Linked DNA regions of Mus musculus: region 1 is linked to region 2. Evidence: chromatin contacts called from public HiChIP or PLAC-seq data. All regions are on one chromosome and are shown on one strand. The core of a region is the stretch at or near the end of the contact, and the rest is flanking DNA. Distances in the headings are between cores, read along the strand shown.

The links. HiChIP or PLAC-seq counts read pairs in DNA pulled down with a chosen protein or histone mark.
Region 1: an H3K27ac HiChIP or PLAC-seq map of heart atrium shows a contact between it and region 2, with 5 read pairs. The contact joins two enhancer-like sites. A contact is called at or near these places in 12 of 484 Hi-C or Micro-C datasets (LSK cells, Th1 cells, bone marrow-derived macrophages and 9 more), 5 of 115 datasets of contacts at active chromatin or transcription factors (bone marrow-derived macrophages, embryonic stem cells, heart atrium and 2 more) and 4 of 9 other capture datasets (adipose tissue, embryonic stem cells, liver and 1 more).

What each region holds. Positions count from the first base shown.
Region 1 is chr16:91,863,806-91,866,505 of GRCm38.p6, forward strand. The region is part of intron 26 of Itsn1 (intersectin 1 (SH3 domain protein 1A)); the gene reads left to right. Among named protein-coding and RNA genes, the nearest start is that of Gm52262, 39 kb to the right of the region's middle. Within about 2 kb of position 1,281, at least 74 of the 459 cell types and tissues checked have an H3K27ac peak or open chromatin away from gene starts, as enhancers often do. A contact at or near this core is called in heart atrium, where this site is marked.
Region 2 is chr16:91,785,337-91,788,036 of GRCm38.p6, forward strand. Itsn1 (intersectin 1 (SH3 domain protein 1A)) reads left to right here. Exons shown (of 39, transcript NM_010587.2): 4 at 1-15. Among named protein-coding and RNA genes, the nearest start is that of Itsn1, 57 kb to the left of the region's middle. Within about 2 kb of position 1,290, at least 22 of the 459 cell types and tissues checked have an H3K27ac peak or open chromatin away from gene starts, as enhancers often do. A contact at or near this core is called in heart atrium, where this site is marked.

The sequences.
Region 1 (2,700 bases), core at 31-2,530, 78 kb after region 2:
CTTCCAGACACAAAGATGCTGCAGAAGAGAGTCTGTGTATCATCATGGTAGCAAGTTAGGCTGGCCGTGGGATATATCTAAGGGGAGTTTTATGTAAGGACAAGAACAAGTGTATGGTGTTGCGTGGCTCCCTAGAAATGCTTGTTATTTGCAAGGATACAGTGATAACAGAGTTGAGAACTAGGGTACCACCTCATCAGGTGATTAAAATGACCATCACCCGTGGAGGCAAATGGATGCTACTTAGTAAAGGCACAGCATCCACGCTTTGTCAACAGACTGGGACCCATGATTAGGGGGCTGGAGAGATAGCTCATTAATTAAGACCTGAGGTAGGCTTTCAGTGCCCATATCAGGCAGCTTACACCAGCTGTAACTTCAGCTCTGGGGGATCTGGTGACCTCTCTTGACCTCTGTGCACCCACATACATATTCTATACACGTAAATAGTAAGACAGACATATATATTTTTTAAAGAACTGTGACGTAAGAGCCTGGTGATCAAGTGTTTCAGGAACAAATGATGGGGGGAGGAAGTGGTGGGGGTTAGGAAGGGCAGTCAAGAGCACATAGATGGCGGCTGGACTGGGTGTTAGCAGTCGGTGGACCCATGTGAAGAACGTGTGCGTGTTCTGGGCACTGTTCCCGTTAGTGCTACTTTTCAGTAAGTTTCTTTTTGTTTTTTGGAAACTGGTTCTATAGTGACTACAGTTGACTCTGTAGCAGGGCTCTGCCTCTTAGGAGTTACTGCTCACTGATGTTACTTGAGAAGATGAGACCTGAACTTCTTCATGTTCTGGAACCTTCAGGGATCCTAGAACCAGCCATACACACAGATACACACGTAGGAGCATAAGAGACTGGCCTGCTGGCTCTCGAGCAAGAAGTGCCTCCTTTCTCCCCTCCACCTTCCTCTTAATGTAGTGAGCCCCAGTTTGGGACTGCAGACTCCACTGGCCAGCTTCATTCATGGCCCTCCCTTTCTTCATGAAGGAGAGTGTGGGCTGTGGCTCACCACATAGACGTTTCTTAGGGGCCTGCCAGAGGGCTACATTTCCCACCAGCTGTCTGCTTTTATATACAAGAGAAGCATACAATGTTCCTCCTTTAGACCCAAGTGCTGGGGCCTGCTGCTGCATACCACAGGGGGTCCCCAAGTGTGGACTAATAACTCATAGCAGCCCTTTGTCAGAACACAGTGACCCTAGAGAGTGAGCCCATGATAACTGCTGTCATGTGCCTGTGGCCTGCCTATCACATTAGCTACTGAGGCTCTGAGAGGGGTGGTGTGAGAGACAGATAAGTCTAAGACAGAGGGTGGGTGTGACCATGGAGTGGCGAGAACAGGGTGGTTAGAGCTGAGACTCCTCAGGCAGGAAGAATTGCTGACTGCGGCTCCCTGCTGCACAAAGTTCCCTGCTCCCGGCTGTGTAAGGCCTATGCCGAGTGAGGAAGGAGGACCCATGCTGGACACATGAGGACAGACGTGCTCTTGGCCCAAACGAGAGCCGCAGCATGCAGTGTAACTGACGGTCAGCTTAGGCAGGGAGCAGAGCTGTCTGGGGCAGGAGAGCCCGTCCAGAGGTGCTGGCCAGGAGCAGTGGCTTGTTGAGGAATCCAGTCCTAAGTCCCCGAAATGCATTCTACTCTGTATGTGAGAGTACTGGGAACCTATAGTGTTTCTTTATTTTTCTTTTCTTTTCTTTTTTTTTTTTTTTCTTTTTTTAAGACATAGCCTTGACTGGCCTGGTCCTCACTGTGTAGGCTGGGCTGGCCTCAAAGTCACAAACATCTGAGATTAAAGGCCTTCCTTTGAGGGTCTTACTATGTCATCCAGGGGGGAACTCTCACTGGAAATCCTCCAGCCTCGAGTGGTAGGGTTGCAGACTTGTGTCGCCAGTCCTGGCTTCTGCCCTGCTTTGGAACGTGGCCATGATGGATATGGAGACAGCTACTCAGTCCAGCCAGCCATCTGTGCAGCTGTGCCCTGGTGCTCATCCCCTGGTCCATGTGTCCCTCTGCTGTCCAGAGTATTCTCAAGACTCCCATTGTCTTTCTTTGTCATGCCTGTGAGGTTTCCCCCCAACCATATCTCTTCCTGCCTTTGCAGCAACATGTCTCGTCCAGCCTCACTTGGCTGTTTGTCTGAGACAACCAATCTCCTGGGCCTTGGGCCTTAGCGCCATGGGCCATGACACTCCTTCCCACTGACCTCCAGTTCCTCAGGGGTTAGCCACATCTCACTTCTCCCAAAGGCCTGTGGGGCCCTTGCAGCCTGTAGCTCTGCACTTTCCTCTGAACTCAGGGTTGGCCTCATGTTCACACCATGAGCTGCTTCCTAGTCAGTGCTGATGGTGTGGCTCAGACTCTCCATGAATGTTTGTTTCTACATTACGTGATTGGCCCCGATCCTTAAAGAAGCATGTATGTTAGCCCCTGCTCTCCTGATACATTACCTGAGAGCAGTGTGGAATGTCTCTAGACCTCACACATGCCCAGCATTGTCCTGTATGGAGAGTCTCAGCATGGGAGCACAGTGGAGAATAGCGAGGAGGTCTGTGATCTGCCCTTGTAAAGCAGCAGAGGTGAGGGAGAAGCGCTGCTGGGAGCCACGTGGCAGGGCACCAGCAAAGGCAGTAGTTACTGGCAGATTCACAGAGCAGTGGCTGGCAGTGCCTGAGCCAAGAACGGGAGTCCTGG
Region 2 (2,700 bases), core at 40-2,539:
CTTAGCACAAATATGGTAAGTTGGAATTTTACATAAGCAGACTATAAAGCAAAGCCCTGTTCTGTTCTATTTATTTGGAAGTTTGGTTTCTTCGGTAGAAAGAGAGCATGCAGGTCTAGCCTAGGGCAAACATTAAGTGGCAGTGCAGAAGTTAAATTGTAACTGAAATATCTGAATTTGAGGAGTTTCCTACTAATTTGTTTTGGCTTCATGTGTATCATTCAGTTAATTTGAATGTCCCCGTTTCTTCTCTCTAATGGAACTATTCCTTATCTTTCATTGTGTGAGAATTGGTACAGTGTGTACTTGATCAATGCTGTGTTGACTGTTGTCACAAATAGGAGTTTGGCCACAATCTCGAGTAAAACAGGCTGTCAGATACGGTTTTGGGTTTTAGGTTCCCAACTTTGGGAGGCAGTGCTGAATTCTACTGATCTGAAAGAAGTCACATTTTTCTCTGTGTTGCTTCCACCAGGACTGTGTGACTCCATCTCCTGGGTGAGTGGGTGTTATGGAGGCTGCTAGCAGTAAATAAAAGCACGGAATGTGTAGTCCTGGCCAAAGCACTTCCTGTCTGTGTGACTGGGAACCAAAGCACTTCCTGTCTGTGTGACAGGGAACATATATTTGCACTTTTTTGATTTCGGTATTTAATCATAATAATTGGCATTTGTGGGTTTTGTTTTTGTTTGTTTGTTTTTGAGTTTTTCGAGACAGGTTTCTCTGTGTAGCCCTGGCTGTCCTGGAACTCACTTTGTAGACCATGCTGGCCTCGAACTCAGAAATCCACCTGCCTCTGCCTCCCAAGTACTGGAACTAAAAGCATGCACCACCACGTCCGGCTGGGTGTTTTTGTTTTTTAAATAAAATTGAGTGGATTAGCAAACAAATTATACATGAAGGACATAGGTGTGGGTTGACACTTATTCAATAAGCCAGCAAACAAACCCCAGGAAGGTAGGGCTTAGCATCAGAGATGGCCCTTCCACATGACTAGGCTTTCCAGCTGAGTACTTGTCCCCTGAGTGACCAACACACGGACACCGGAAAGGCTGACATACCACCTGTGGCTTTCCGACTCCAGACCTCAGCATGCACAGTTCCTAAGTGCCAACATTACATAAAATCATGTTCTGGAAAAGTAAAGCTTACACTGGAAACAGCACGCTCGTGCACATGATACACATGTGTGCACACATACACACACGCACACTGTTGTGACACATACTCAGAATAACGTCCGAGTCCCATGCTGGACTGGGCTGTCTGCCATCTTTCTGTCTGTCAGGCCTTTTGCCAGCCAGTCTTTGTCTTCCTTCCACAAGTGAGCTCGCTTCTGTGACACTGTTGCAGTTGTAACTGCTGGTCGATTAGAGAGAGAGGAAGCCCATGAGCAGGGAGTTCACGACAAGCAGGTGCTGGGGCTGTGCCAGCTCAGGTGTGTGTCTGAATCAAGGCCCTTGTGTGAACCCGATTGCTTCGTAGCAGGCTTCTCTTGGGCTACAGCCTGGTGTGTTGTGCTCTTTCTCTGCAGTAAGGCTGTTTCTAGAGCCTGCCTTCCAGAGTCCACTGACTTTTGCTTAGCCGATGATACAACCAAGTTCCGAGGTCTCATTTGTGAAGAATTTTAGCACTAGGCATGCTAGCGCTGGGCTGTAGTTCTGACACTTGGGAGACAGATCAGGGGTCCTGAGGTAGAGGCCATGTGAGCTACAGCTGTGACCCTATCCCAAGGGAAGAAAACACAAAATACCAGAAAACGTTGTTGCTGGGGATTGGATGCATGCTGCACACATAAGTACTCACATGTGCCCCTCGTACCCATCCCACACCTTTCAAATTTTTATTTCGATGCAGAGTCCTGCTTACATCACCTACAATTTCCTTGAATTTTAGTCTTTCTTCCTCAGCCTCCAAAGTAGCAGAGGTTATAGGGCTTGCTCTGTCTGCTCTGTTCTCTTCCTCTCAACACCAGTGTGAAGAGGAAATAATTCTAAGCATTTCAGTTGCCTTCCCGCTCCTTTCTGAGAGGGATTTCTAGGAGCTGTGTCATTTGGCCATTGTTATAGGCTGGCATTAAACACTCTGACCTGACTCCTTCAGAGAACTGAGCTTTCCGTAGTCACAGTCTTCACTGGAAATCCGGTCGGGGCACAAGCAGTCCTTAAACACCAATAGTTATAGATCAAGAGTCCTGAAGCCAGTTACCTGGAATGCCCTTTTCTGCTCATCTCTGTATATCCAGAGCTAAAATGAGCTCTGCAGCCAAGAACAGGCAGGAAAGAGTGGGACAGGACAGTTAGCTGCTGCAGAAGCAGAACTCTGTCCCTCCTCAGCCCCCTGCCACAGGGGTGGCCTGTGTCAGAGCCCATCCGAATCCTCTCTGTAATGACAAGCACACTCTGGCCTGGGGACAGGACTGTGAGACTGGGAAGCTGCCCTTCATTGTAGCTTTAAAATTTCGGCTTGAGAAGCTGAACTCCTGGCCATGTTACTCAGTAAAGGTACTGGAGCTGGGTCTTGGAGGCAGCTTACACAGTAGCCCGAGGTCTTACCACCAGCTCTCCTGGTCATGAAATCTCAAACTGCTTTTCAGAGATGATCTGAATTTCAGTTCCTAGCACCCATGTTGATTGTTCTCAACAGCCTATAGTTCTAGCTCCAAGGGATCTGACACCTCTGGCCTCCAAGGACACTGGT